Linked DNA regions of Mus musculus: region 1 is linked to region 2. Evidence: chromatin contacts called from public promoter capture Hi-C data. All regions are on one chromosome and are shown on one strand. Each heading gives the region's core, a stretch centred on a gene start, on an enhancer-like site or on the middle of the called end of the contact. The rest is flanking DNA. Distances are from core to core; before and after follow the strand shown.

Evidence for each region. Promoter capture Hi-C pulls out the DNA fragments that hold promoters and counts their contacts.
Region 1: a promoter capture Hi-C map of frontonasal cranial neural crest shows a contact between it and region 2, with 4 times the contacts expected there. The contact joins the promoter of Vnn1 here to the enhancer-like site in region 2. A contact is called at or near these places in 10 of 39 promoter capture datasets (the 3T3-L1 cell line, 3T3-L1-derived adipocytes, embryonic stem cells and 5 more).

Annotation. Positions count from the first base shown.
Region 1 is chr10:23,891,092-23,897,630 of GRCm38.p6, forward strand. Vnn1 (vanin 1) reads left to right here and starts at 3,597. Exons shown (of 7, transcript NM_011704.3): 1 at 3,597-4,000; 2 at 6,202-6,332. The coding sequence starts at 3,785.
Region 2 is chr10:23,091,124-23,097,613 of GRCm38.p6, forward strand. No RefSeq gene overlaps it. Among named protein-coding and RNA genes, the nearest start is that of Gm24655, 73 kb to the right of the region's middle. Within about 2 kb of position 1,553, at least 11 of the 459 cell types and tissues checked have an H3K27ac peak or open chromatin away from gene starts, as enhancers often do.

The DNA.
Region 1 (6,539 bases), core at 2,347-4,846, 800 kb after region 2:
CCCCTTTGTCAAGTTTAGAGGAGCTGGGGTTGTTTCCCCTTTCCCACATGGATTAGGCTCTCAAGAAACACTATGTATCCCTGGCTGTCCTAGAATTTACTATGTATCCCAGGCTGGCCTGACTCAGAGATCAGCTTGCCTCTGCTCACAAGTGCTTTGATTAAAGGTTTGTGTTTGGTTTGGGACCCCAGGACAAGGAACTGAGGTGCATATTTTACATATCAGAGAGAACTTGGCCTACAGGTTCTCCCAGCATCCCTCAGTCCCTGCCTGACACACATTGGTCCTAACCCTGAACTTTCCAGTCCATGGGCTGGGCTGCCCTTCCCCAGAGGCTCTTCCCTATATAATCCGAACATTTCCTGCTCCTCCCTTCCTCCCTCCCTCCCTGCCCTTCTCTCTCTCTGTGCATGAACCCTTTCTCTCTTTCTTTTCCTTCTGCTTTTCCTCTTGCTTCCTCCCTGCCTCATTCTCCCCATGGTGACTTCCCTGAGCAAGGTCCAGCTTCCCAATAAACCTGCCTTTAATATATTCTATTCTGCCTTGAATTGGCTTATTTTACTGGTAGAGAAATAACCATACCAGGCCTTGAAATTTTGTGTGTGTGTGTGTGTGTGTTTTTTTTAATGGAGAATAAGAATGGAAGGTTCTGGGCCTTTTTGAAGATGAGTTCATTACACCCTCCCTTCTCAGCGCACTATAGCGGGAAGCTTTAGGGGATTTTAAAAATCTGTTTGAAACCTAGTAGGGCTGCTCTAGGTATAATTATCACTGACAAAGGGATGCGTCTCCTTAAGTCCCTGCAGAATTTTCACTCATGAGAAGGTCCACAGCATACTTTTTCCTGTTCACCAACCATGGGCAGTGTTGTTCCTGGAGGGCCAGCTCCAGCATCAGGCTCCGCTGTCTCCTTTACCTTTCTCTCCAGTTCAGAGGGTCACAGACTGTTCTAAAGGCATGTAGGGAGTTCTATCTTGTGGTGAGATCCTTGGTTGTTGGGAGCCATTAAGACAACACAATTGTCCTGATCTCTGAATTGGGCCTCTCCCCCCAAGAAGAAAAGGGGGTCAAAATCGGTTCACCAACACACCGATTCTGAGAACAACCACAGAATGTTCTAGCCCTAAGTCATCTCCGATGTCCTGACCACACCCTGATACCACCAAGTTCCTGCTTCCCCATGTAGCTGCCAAAAGAAAAAATTTCTATTGCCCCCCCCCCCACTGATAAGTACTTCTCCTTTTGCTTGTGCAATTCTATTGCCCCACCCCTCCCACTGATAAGTACCTGTACTTCCCCTTTTGTTTGTGCATTTAGGCCTTGGGCCTTGCCCAATACATTGGGACCTTGATGCTTCTCAGACTGTTTCCATGTCGTTATTCGCACAAGGTTCTCGTCTCTCTCTACCCCCCAATTTGGTTCTTAGGAGAAGGTCCCCTCAAGACCCTCGAATAACTGGACCTGCTGGACGGGTCACTTGGTAAACATCATACACTTTAGACGAGGAATTCAATGTAAGAGTCTTTGTAAAATATTTTGAGCCAGGTGTGGTGGTGCAAACCTTTGAACACAGTGCTTGGGAGGCAGAGGCAGGAATTTCAGGCCAGCCAAGGCGTGTTACATAGTGACACTGTGCCTCAAAAAAATATGCACATTAAAAAAAAAAAAAAACAAAAAAACCTTAGTGGGTCTAGGACTCATCCTGGTTTCAAATTTTGTCCCAGAGAACTCATTCCTAAACTGTTAGGTAGTGACTACTTATAATACTTGGGTGGTTCTCCATCTTCTGCCCTTTCTCTGGGTCTCTCAGGAGGAGTGACCGTGGCTACAACCATGTGTTGGCTGTTTTTCATCACTCTTGACAAAGTGTGTAGTCTCCTATCCACCAAGAAGGGGGCATGCTGCAAGAGGTCACCACTAAGTGAACTGGGACTTAACTGTGCCCAAAAGTCATTCAAGTGCTCACATGGAGATAGTTTAATAACTTCAAAATTGTAAAGCTAGTTACTCTTTACACTACTTAGACATGTTGAAATTCTAAAACACAGGTGTTGCAAGAAAAAAAAAATCCTGTGCTGAAATCCAGTTCATCAAGATGTGACCACGTGCTCTATTAAGCAATAGGATTCAGGATACCATCAGTTAAGAGGAGGTCATACTGGAGTGGACTGGGTACCACATCCACTGTGTGGTGACTTTGTGAAAAGAAGAAATCTAAACACACACATGCTCATCATTTGGAGACACAGGAGGAAGGCAGTCAGGTACATGCCAAAGAGAGAGAGACAGGAGCAGGTCCGCTCTTACAGCCTTGGCTGGAGGCTCACTTTGCTACCAGGATACAATATACCCATGTTCTTCACATTGCTCGCAGTACGACGTAGCCAGGTAGCAGGCCTGGGTACTTTACACAGGACCCCTTACCTGTTCCTCATCTGAGAGAGAAGCTCTTTTGTTTTCTTAGAATAATGTGAAGATGCAATGTTTTCTTTCTTTCTTCTTTGGTTTTGCAGACCGGATCTCACTATACAGCCCTGGCTGTCCAGAAACTCACTGTGTAGACCAGACTGGCCTTGAACTCACAGTTCAAGTGACAGCTGAGTGCTGGGATTAAAGGCCTGTGTCACTATACTCAGCTTCACAATGTTTTTTCACCTTTCCAAAACAAACAAAAATAAAACAAAACTTGAAGAGTTTTTATTTGAATTTAAAGAAAACCCCAGGGCAGGCAAGCTGTAAATGTCAGAAGGTGTGCAGAGGAGGAGGAGGGGACAAAGTTACAAAGCCTTGTTGTTTTGAGTTAGGCTTGGAGGTTGGACACAAACTGCCTCTGGCTAGCATCTGAAAGCAAGAGAAGAAGAAGAAGAAGAAGAAGAAGAAGAAGAAGAAGAAGAAGAAGAAGAAGAAGAAGAAGAAGAAGAAGAAGAAGAAGAAGAAGAAGAAGAAGAGAGACACAGAGAGACAAAGACAGACACAGAGACAGACAGCCAGAAAGCCAAAGACAGCCAGATACACACACACACACACACACACACACACACACACACACAGAGAGAGAGAGAGAGAGAGAGAGAGAGAGAGAGAGAGAGAGAGAGAGAGAGAGAGAACAGCTTTCTGAGCCAACAGAACCTTAAGATGGCTTTGGAGCAACTGCCCTCTCAGCATAATATTTTTTTAGGGATGATTGTTCTTCCTGTCTCTTTCTTTAGCGTGGCTTAAAAAGAATCCACCTTTCTGAGGGGCAGTGCCTTGGCTAGGTGATTGACCTTCCCACGCCCAGAAGGACTATTAACTCTTATCTCGTAGGTAGTTTGGAATGTTAGGTATTCCCCAAGCCAAAGAAATAGCTTTCCACAGTGGGCTTCCACGGAGCCTTAATCAATGCTTCTGTAACTTTCCCCTCTGACGGGATAATCATAAAATCTGTTTGGAGATGGGCTGAAACTGGCAGATAGCTATAACACAAGTTTACACTGAAAATCTGAAGATACGGTTCCAAAGCTTTTACCAGACAGGGACTAGATTCCTGTCATAACCTCACGTGTGACCTCCAGGCAGTGGGTGGGGGCTCACTTAGGAGGCGATAAGTAACCTCTGTTCTTGTCTGCATTCCTGACCAGAGAACTAAGGACATTTCTGAAACTGTTGCTTTCAGGGACAAAGTTTTCTTAACTTTGAAAAAAAATTTTTTGAAGCTACCAAGGTCTGGGAACCACGTGACTCATGCCTTGTTTATAAAAGTATCCTGCAAGGTTTTGGTTTCCCGCAGTCTTTGGACTTCAGCATGGGCATGTCTTGGTGGCTGGCGTGTGCTGCAGCGTTTTCTGCCCTCTGTGTCTTAAAAGCCAGTTCGCTGGATACTTTCCTCGCGGCTGTTTACGAGCATGCTGTGATCCTGCCTAAGGACACCCTGTTGCCAGTGTCTCACAGTGAGGCTCTGGCATTAATGAACCAGAATCTGGACCTTCTGGAAGGAGCGATCGTATCTGCAGCGAAGCAGGTATCCTATCTCCTCTCTCCCGAGTACCGAGTCCTGAGGATGAGTACCGAGTCCTGAGGATGGGGGAGGGACCGTGTGGTAGGGATAGGGATAGCTCTCGGGAAACAGGGTGCCTGTCGGGGGTCAGTTCCGCTCACTACATTAGCATAGCCAAGGTGCTTTGTTTTACAGTTAGAATCTTTTCACCTCAAAATTATTAAACACACTATTACACATCCGTAACAAAGGAAGGGAACAGAGTTTGAAAATAACATTCTGCTCATTATTTAAGCAAGACTTTGAGGAACGAAATAGCATTTTGGGTTTTCCTTTCTGCTATATATAAAAGAAACGTTATAAACACAGCAGAGACCATTTGCTATTCCCTTTTTGAAAAATGGTTATTTTATGTGTGTGAGTGGTTTGCCTGCGAGTACACACCGTATGTGTGCCAGGTACCCACAGAGGTCAGACGAAAGTATTGGATCTCCCGGAACTGTTTCAGGAAGTTGGGAGCTGCTCTGTGGGTGCTGGGACTTGAATCTGGGTCCAGTGATCTCAGCCACTGAACCATCTCTTGAGCCACGCCCCCTTCAGTTGTTTTTTTAAGACTGAAATAACTTCAGCATACCTTCTTTGGGTGCATTTACAGTTACAAGATCTGGGGTGTTCAGAGTGCATGGCCACAGACATTTAGCTTACAGCCTGAAATAATTAAACTGGTTACAAACTCCTGACACTAAGTATTATAGTCATCCGTTCATTTTAATTGCACTATGTCTGCTAAGTGTGAAGTTTAAAGCAAATTTTGCAATGTGAGTGTGGTTTGGATAGAAGGGTTTAAGTAAGAACTCAGAGGTCAATTATACACCAGGGACATGTGAAGTATGGTTAACAGTAACAAATAGAAACACACCAGTGTGGTGGGTATAGCAGCATATGCTTTTACTCCCAGGGCCCCCAAAGAAGGTACATCCCTGTGAGCCCCAGGCCAACCAGGGTTACATACACAGTGAGACCCAGTAGCCAACTAATTAATATGTGTGTGTATTACTATTATATAGTAATATAATAAATAATATATTATTTAATTAAATATATATATATTTACATGTTGATATTTCACCCTTAGTCCAACTGTTTCTTTAAAGGCCACAGCAATCTTCAAGGTGGTTCTCCAATCCCAAAGTGCCCATTGCCTTTAGGCAAGGAATAGGCTAGGTGACCAGTGTACGGTGTCCTATCTCCTGAAATGCAGGAGAATTCTGAGGTACCAAACAGGGATTGAGTGGTGAATCAATCCAGTTGAGCCAGGCACAATTGACCAAAGTTCAAAAAGGGGTTGATTTGAAGGGGGGGGGGGGAGAGGAATGGGTTTATAATTAAGGGGTAGAGGGATTGCAGAGCTCTGGATGGCGTAGACAGCTGTTAGTGTGCATTAAAAAGTCACCGGTGTGATAGGGCAGGATTAGAAAATGAAAGTGGCCAGCGTGGTGGCACACGCCTTGAATCCCAGCACTCGGGAGGCAGAGGCAGGCAGATTTCTGAGTTCGAGGCCAGCCTGGTCTACAAAGTGAGGTCCAGGACAGCCAGGGCTTTACAGAGAAACCCTGTTTCGAAAAATCTAAAAAAAAAAAAAAAAAAAAAAAACCCAGGAAGAAAGAAAGAAAGAAAGAAAGAAAGAAAGAAAGAAAGAAAGAAAGGAAGGAAGGAAGGAAGAAAGAAAGAAAGAAAGAAAGAAAGAAAGAAAGAAAGAAAGTAAGTAAGAAAGAAAGAAAGAAAGTGTGTGGGAAATGCAGATGTATACATGTGATCTCAGCACGTGGGAGGTAGAGGCAGAGGCAGGAGGATCAGAACTTTAAGCTAAATCTATGCCATATAGACAGTGAGTTTGAGGCCAGGGTGGGCTACATGAGAGCCTGCCTCATAACACAACACAACACAACACAACACAACACAACACAACACAACACAACACAAGCAAATAGCTTGGGAAAAGAAAAATAGAGAAAACTGAAGAATATGACTGAAAAGTATCCATCCCCCCCATCTTGTCATCCATGTCACCTTGACTGTCCTAGAGCTTGCCGTGTCTTCTAGGCTGGCCTTGACTCACTGAGCTCTCCTACCACGCCCAGCCGGCCTCTCAGTCCCTCAACTCTGCAGCCCACCTCTGCGAGTTAGTGTGCCTGAGAAGTGTTTTAACTCTCTGTTTCTAACAGGGTGCGCACATTATTGTGACTCCAGAAGATGGCATATACGGTGTGCGTTTCACCAGGGATACGATCTACCCATACCTGGAGGAGATCCCAGACCCTCAAGTAAACTGGATACCCTGTGATAACCCTAAAAGGTAAAATTAACAGTATGCAGAGGGTAGCGAGTAGGGGGAGACGTGAGGAGGAGAGTAGACAGATATGATTACATTACACTGTAGACATATAAGAAATTCTCAAAGATACAAAAACAAAAACAAAAAAACAAGCCCACGCCCAGCTCAGTTATGAGCCTCTTCTTGTTTTACCAGGAACAGGAGTTGAAGACACTCCTGTGTTGGTCA
Region 2 (6,490 bases), core at 303-2,802:
CAGCATTCAAGTTCCTGGCAAACAGAACTAGCCAGGAAAGAGTGCTGAAGCCAAGAGAGGATTGTTGTAAGACACAGAGGCAGCCCAGGGGAGGGGCAAGTGGAAACTTCCTGCTTCAGTAAAGATGCAGAGCCCTGTGCCTTCTTGTTTCTAGAGAGAAGCCAGACTCTGCCCTGGGGAGAAGAAGTAAAGAAAGAAGGGAATCAGAACCTCATACAGCAAAAACAGAAAGGAAGAGAGAGAGAGGGAGAGAGAGACAGAGACAGAGACAAAGAGACAGAGAGAGAGAGAGAGAGAGAGAGAAGAGGGAGGGAGAGAGAGACACAGAGAGACAGACAAACAGAGAGAGAGAGAAGAGGGAGGGAGAGAGCACAGAGAGACAGAGACACAGAGAGACAGAGACACAGAGAGACAGACAGACAGAGAGAGAGAAAGAAGAGGGAGGGAGAGAGACACAGAGACACAGAGAGACAGAGACAGAGACAGACAGACAGACAAGAAGGATCCTGTGCACTTCTTGAGTCTCTCTCTCAAGTGCTGCTGCAAGGGACTGAGTCCTTCGCCAGTGGGAAACAGGTGTCTCCTGCCAATTAGGATTTAAACATCAACAGGGGCTTCTTGAGAGAATGATAACAAGCCTAATTGCAAGCAGCAGCTGGAGAGCCCTTGGCTGCACCAAGACAGGTTTTACTAATCCCCATTTTGCTGGGCGCCTGGCATCAAGCTGTGGTCAGCTCCTCTGACATGGGGCTGAGGCTATAAAATGTAGAGCAAGTATTTTATAGCCAGAGCTCAGTAGGGCGAATCTGATCACTCAGAAAGCTGGCCATCTGGTGGTTGAATAGACACAACGGTGCCATCAGTAAGTGCCTCAGTCTCCTTGTTACTGTTGGCCCATTTTCAGAGTCCCTTTCCTCTGTGCATACTAACAGCTGGGAGTGTCTTTGGAGTGTGGCCTCAAAATGATGACTGACTATGATTCCTCTTTATGTAGACATGCACAGTCTATTATACCCCTTCCCAAGAGAGTGAAGTCAATGAAGTGTGCTAGACACAAGACAAACAAACTGGAACCAAGTGGGAAGCTTCCTCCCTTGCTAGTTTCCATAGTGACAGAGGTTGCCAGGCAGGCATCCATGGAAGAAGAGTCACCACTGGTCTTTCCAGTTTTCAGCTTTGCTTACTGCCATATCTATTGTCAGGCAAGGTATGCTGACTGATGTGATAATGGCACACATTATCCAGGTCTCCCTCGTGCCTTCTGGATCCCTACTCATGGCAGGCCCAGCCTGGAACCCACTTCCACGAGTACGACTTTCTGAAGGTGGGCCGTATGCTCTTTCTTTATATCTTTTAGCATAATCACTGACATAAGAATCAATGCCCAACAGACGATTCTTTACATTTCTACCTCCCAGACTAGGAGGTCAGAGACTAACTCTCAAAGCCTCGCTGACCACTGCCAAGTCAAACAGGACAATCGTGTAGCTCCGCTGTTGTTGAAGGAGTCATTGCTTTGCGCCGCCAGCAAAAACAGCCAGATCCAAGGCACATTCCTCCATAAACATGTGCAAAGCTCTGCTGTGAAATGCCTGGGCATTCTCCTGCTAGAATAGCACAGTGCCAGCCCAGCAGAGAGCAAAATGAAACCAGAGACCTCACATTTGCTCACAGAAATGCATACGCTTCCAATGCTGAGGGGTCGTGGTCTAGAGGATTAACAGCAAGAAGGATTGAGCAAATTGCATAAAGCCTACCACTCTGCTGAAATCTACATGTAGATGTCAGACAACAAACAAATGCAATCTTTTAACACTAACATTTACTCAAACTTTATTGTGCATTAATTATCCTTGTTTTTTCCTAGTAAAACTCGGAGAGAAAAACACTCCACATCTGGCCTTCTGCTATTTCCAGCAGAGTTAGAAAACCTTGAGTAGTGGACTCAAAGGACTGGATTCTGTCCTTCGCTGATGGATGGATTGTAAAGAAACTGTAAAGCAGTGGGCAGTTTGTGAATGGAGCAAGTGGTATGTGATGGTCAAGCAGGCATGTCTAGTGTCACAAAAACATAATACACCATATTGCAGTTCTATTTTTTAATCTCCACAATGGGCTCACAGAAACTTAACATAGTGGCTTATAATTGAACGTTGCTACCTTTCTGACAAAAGGGGTTAGACTCTAACAATGGGAGCATAAGTGTGAAAGACTTCAGGCTATTACACAAAGAGCCCTTTTCATCCCGGAAAGGGAAAAAAGAAGGAGAAAGTTAAGATCAACATTGGCCTCTTGGGGAGCTAGATGGACGCTCACATCATGAACAACAGGGGAGGAAGGAGAAAGGTTGGTCTGAGACTTCCCCTAAAAAGCTGAACTTCAGAGATATTGAGTATATAATGTATTGATGAAGTTAAACTCACAGAATGCAGATAGATAATATGTAGAGCCTGAATCTATCTTTCAGAAACAATGTACCCTAAATAAAGTAATTAACATAATGGATCTGCACAAAGTGAAGAAAATAAAAAATCTGACTATTTCCTGTGTGCCTGCAGTATAGAAGCAATGGCTCAGACACTCTCAGATGGAGCCAAATTGCTTGTTTCAGAATGGAAGAGCAATACTAGAGGAGGCTACAGGGCACAAAAAGAATGTGTAGAAAGAGCTTGGGAAGTTTCGGGTCATGTGAGTAATGGAGAGAGAAAGTTCCTGTAGCTTAGGAGGCATAATTGAACATTGCTACCATAGTGTTGATGACACAGAGGGTTCACTTAGCCTCAAAAGCACGCTTACAACTGAGAACCAGACATTCCCTCCTCCCTCCCCCATACAAAGAGAAGCAAGTCTATTCATGATGCTATTGAAGAGTCCTTAAGGAGTTGAAGGGGTTTGCAGCCCCATAGGAGGAACAACAATATGAACTAACCAGTACCCCCAGAGCTCCCAGGGACTAAACCACCAACCAAAGAGTACACATGGAGGGACTCATGGCTTCAGCTGCATATGTAGCAGAGGATGGCCTAGTTGGTCATCAATGGGAAGAGAGGCCCTTGGTCCTGTGAAGGCTCTATGCCCCAGTGTAGGGAAATGCCAGGGCCAGGAAGTGGGAGTGGGTGGGTTGGTGAACAGTGGGGGGGGGGGGAGCGGATAGGGGGGTTTTGGAGGGGAAACCAGGAAAGGGGATAACATTTGAAATGTAAATAAGGTAAATATCTAATAAAAAATTGTGATAATGATGGTCAAGTGGCTCTTCACAGTTGATGACTTCTTGCAGGAGTTGGGAGAACAACTCAGTTATTTTTTAAGAGACAGGCTACTAAGAATCCGATCCTACTCCAAGAGTGCATGAGTAACACAAATCGGACTTTGTTTTGTTTTGTTTTTTTGAGGGGTGGGGGTAGGGTGTAAGAACAGGAGGGTGTGGACCCAGAAGGAATAGGAAAAGAGTGTGCTTGGGATTCATTGCATGAAATCCCCAAATAATTAATAAAATTATTATGTTGGAGTAAATACAAAGAGCATGCTCTACCTAACACCAACTTGGCAGATGCTAAGCTGCTTCTGATTGGTTGATTGGTTGGCTTTCAGGTTTGTATTCACTGCAGCACATTGTCAACATATTGACTCAGGAATTTCAAGGTCAGCTGACCATTTGCTTGTTATTCTGGCTCCCGAAGGGAAATGTATTGGTCAAACAGTGTTGAAACAAGCATCTCATAATGAATTGTTGGCAAAGCTATAAACCCCTCTGCTTTTCCTGGGAGTACAGAGTCCATTGCTTTTTCTTATTCTCTGTGACCACAAGACCAGTGCAGTAATGGCTCACTAGTTCATCTCATCAAGTCACTGCTACGAAAAGAGAGGAGATATTTCCATTTTTAAAAAGCTTCTCAATTTTCTCTTTTTCTTGTCTTTCTTTTCTTTTCTTTTCTTTTCTTTCCTTTTCTCTCTTTTCTTTTCTTTTCTTTTCTTTTCTTTCTTTTCTTTTCTTGTTGTTTTGTTTGTTATTTTGAAATAGGGTTTCTCCACATAGCCATGGCTGTCCTGGAATTTGAGACCTGGTTGGTCTCAAACTTAAAAAAATCTACCTGCCTTTGCCTCCCAGGCGCTGGGATTAAAGGTGTATACCACCACACCCAGCAACTTTTCAATTTTCTTAATTTCAGTAGAAAAATAAGCAACTGTTCCTGAAATTGCCAAATGCTTTGAATTTGCATGATCCTACCTAATAATGTGTCACAATTTGTCAATGACCTAAAATGCCTTTCTGTTTTGATAACTTTGCTGGTGCTTTGTTACCTGTCCCTGTGGGAAGGTTTAAACTTTAGTGCCACAGGAGGCAGTTGAGGCCCATAGAACCTCTTGTTGAACAGAGGGGTCATGTCTTTGACAAACGGGAAGACACATGATCTTCTAAATTTGGGGATAGTTTACAGTTCTGTTTCTGTCAAATTAATCATAATTTTGGTGACTGCTTCATTAGCAGTGACTATAATACGATATTTTGTTGTTTTGTTTGTTTGCTTGTTATAGAATCCAGATAGTCCTAGGTCTTACTACATAGGCTTGGCAGCTCAGTAGTAATCTAGAGCTAGATTGGCCTCGTTGTTCTTAACTCACTGATCCTGGAGACTAAGGGAAATAATACATATTTGATGTTTTAAGTTGTTGCCTCTTGGGACAATATATTACCAAGTTCTTGATAACAGAGTCAGCAGTGGATAAGTCTTTCTCCAGGAGGTTGGATATATATATATATATATATATATATATATATATATATATATATCTGTAAAATTACACTACCCTCATCCTGCTTTGACTCTTCAGATGAGGGTGGTGATAACCTTGACTTCAACTGGACTCCTAGTGTCCAAGCTTTGCCACTTAGTGTATCAAATATGCATCTGGAGTTACAAATGACTCTCTTTTATTATTGAACAATTGGGAACAAATTTTGTGTAAGTCCTTGACCCCCTGCAGAGCATTGATGAGTGGTTATTTATGGTTGGTCCTGAGTCATTACTACATGACATCCCCACATGGAGTTTACACAGAATTTATTGAGCAGATTTCAATGATGAATAGGCTGAGAAATGCAGGCAAAGGTTATGGTCATAACAGTACATAAATTTTATTTTCATTTGGCATGAAAACACCTGATTTCCTTCAACACTGTAAGCATGTCACAGTACTAGGCAGCACAAGGCTGACAGATCTAGATTTCATGAAGACATTTTTTCTTTTTAAATAGAAACATCCCATTGTCCCACTGGACTCCGCTGTTATAGATTATTTTGTTTTGATTTGTTTTTATTAGATTTCAGTTTGTTTTAATTAAAAAGAAAACCAGAGAGAAAGAAACTAAAAAGTTTTTCCAAGATGAAGTTGGCTATGCTGAAGACATTTCATGTATTTTTCTGAAACAGAGGTGGCCTCAGGATACAGTATTTTATTGTTAAATTTGGCAAATAGCTTGTTTTATAGCTCATAGATATGATCAAAGTGTTTATCAGGTAATCCTGATAAACTATATTTAAAACAAAAGCACAAACAATGTACTCATTGTGGACAATGTGGTCATCACTTAAGGAAGAGAATGTCAGGGTAGGAAGAAAACTTACTTCTAGACAAAATAAGAATAAGTAATTTCAAATTTAAACTATTGTCTTGTACAAAGACAGAGAAATGTGTCAACAAAAGCTTCGTTACTGTCAGGTTCATAGAATATTGTTTTCTTTGCATGTGTTTCCGAGTACAAAGGTGCTGCCAGTTTTTGCAAGTGAAAAGTTTGCTTTCATGGATTATGATAATAATCAAAATAATAAAAATGGATTCTACCTTATCTGAGAACTTGATAATTGATTTCTCAGCGTGAGGGACAGTAGGTGATTATCTGAATTTTCTCAGGTAATACCATGTAACTTTATCTTTGCCTGTTTTGTGTTATTATAGCAAAATACCGGAGACTGAGCCTTTTATTTGAAAGCAAGGACATTTATTTAGCTCAAAGTTCTGGCGTTCTAAGAACTGTTATTGGTCTCATGTGATACAATCAATGTTGTGTATATATGTGGGGGTACGTGTGTGTGAGAAAGAGACAGAGACAGACAGACAGACAGAGACAGACACACACACACATACAGAGAGAGAGAGAGAGAACTCAGAATAAGAGAGGATGAAGAGAATGAACCGAGAGAGCAAACTTTATAAAAAAAATTCACTCTTAGAGTAACCAGTTTTGTCCCAGAGTAACCAGTTTTGTCCCCCACTCCTATGGACAAACCTGCATCCTTTTCCAGTGTGCACACACATGGCTTACAAGCAAGTTCCATTTGTTAAAGCTCCAATCATCTCTTTCTACTTCTACAGCATGGGCTTAGATGTCCAGCGCATGAAGTTTTGAGAGGAATCCATGGTATGTTATAGAAAACCTTTAACTGGCGTGTGGGTTCTCGTTGCATGGGATGTTGGAGATTTCACATTC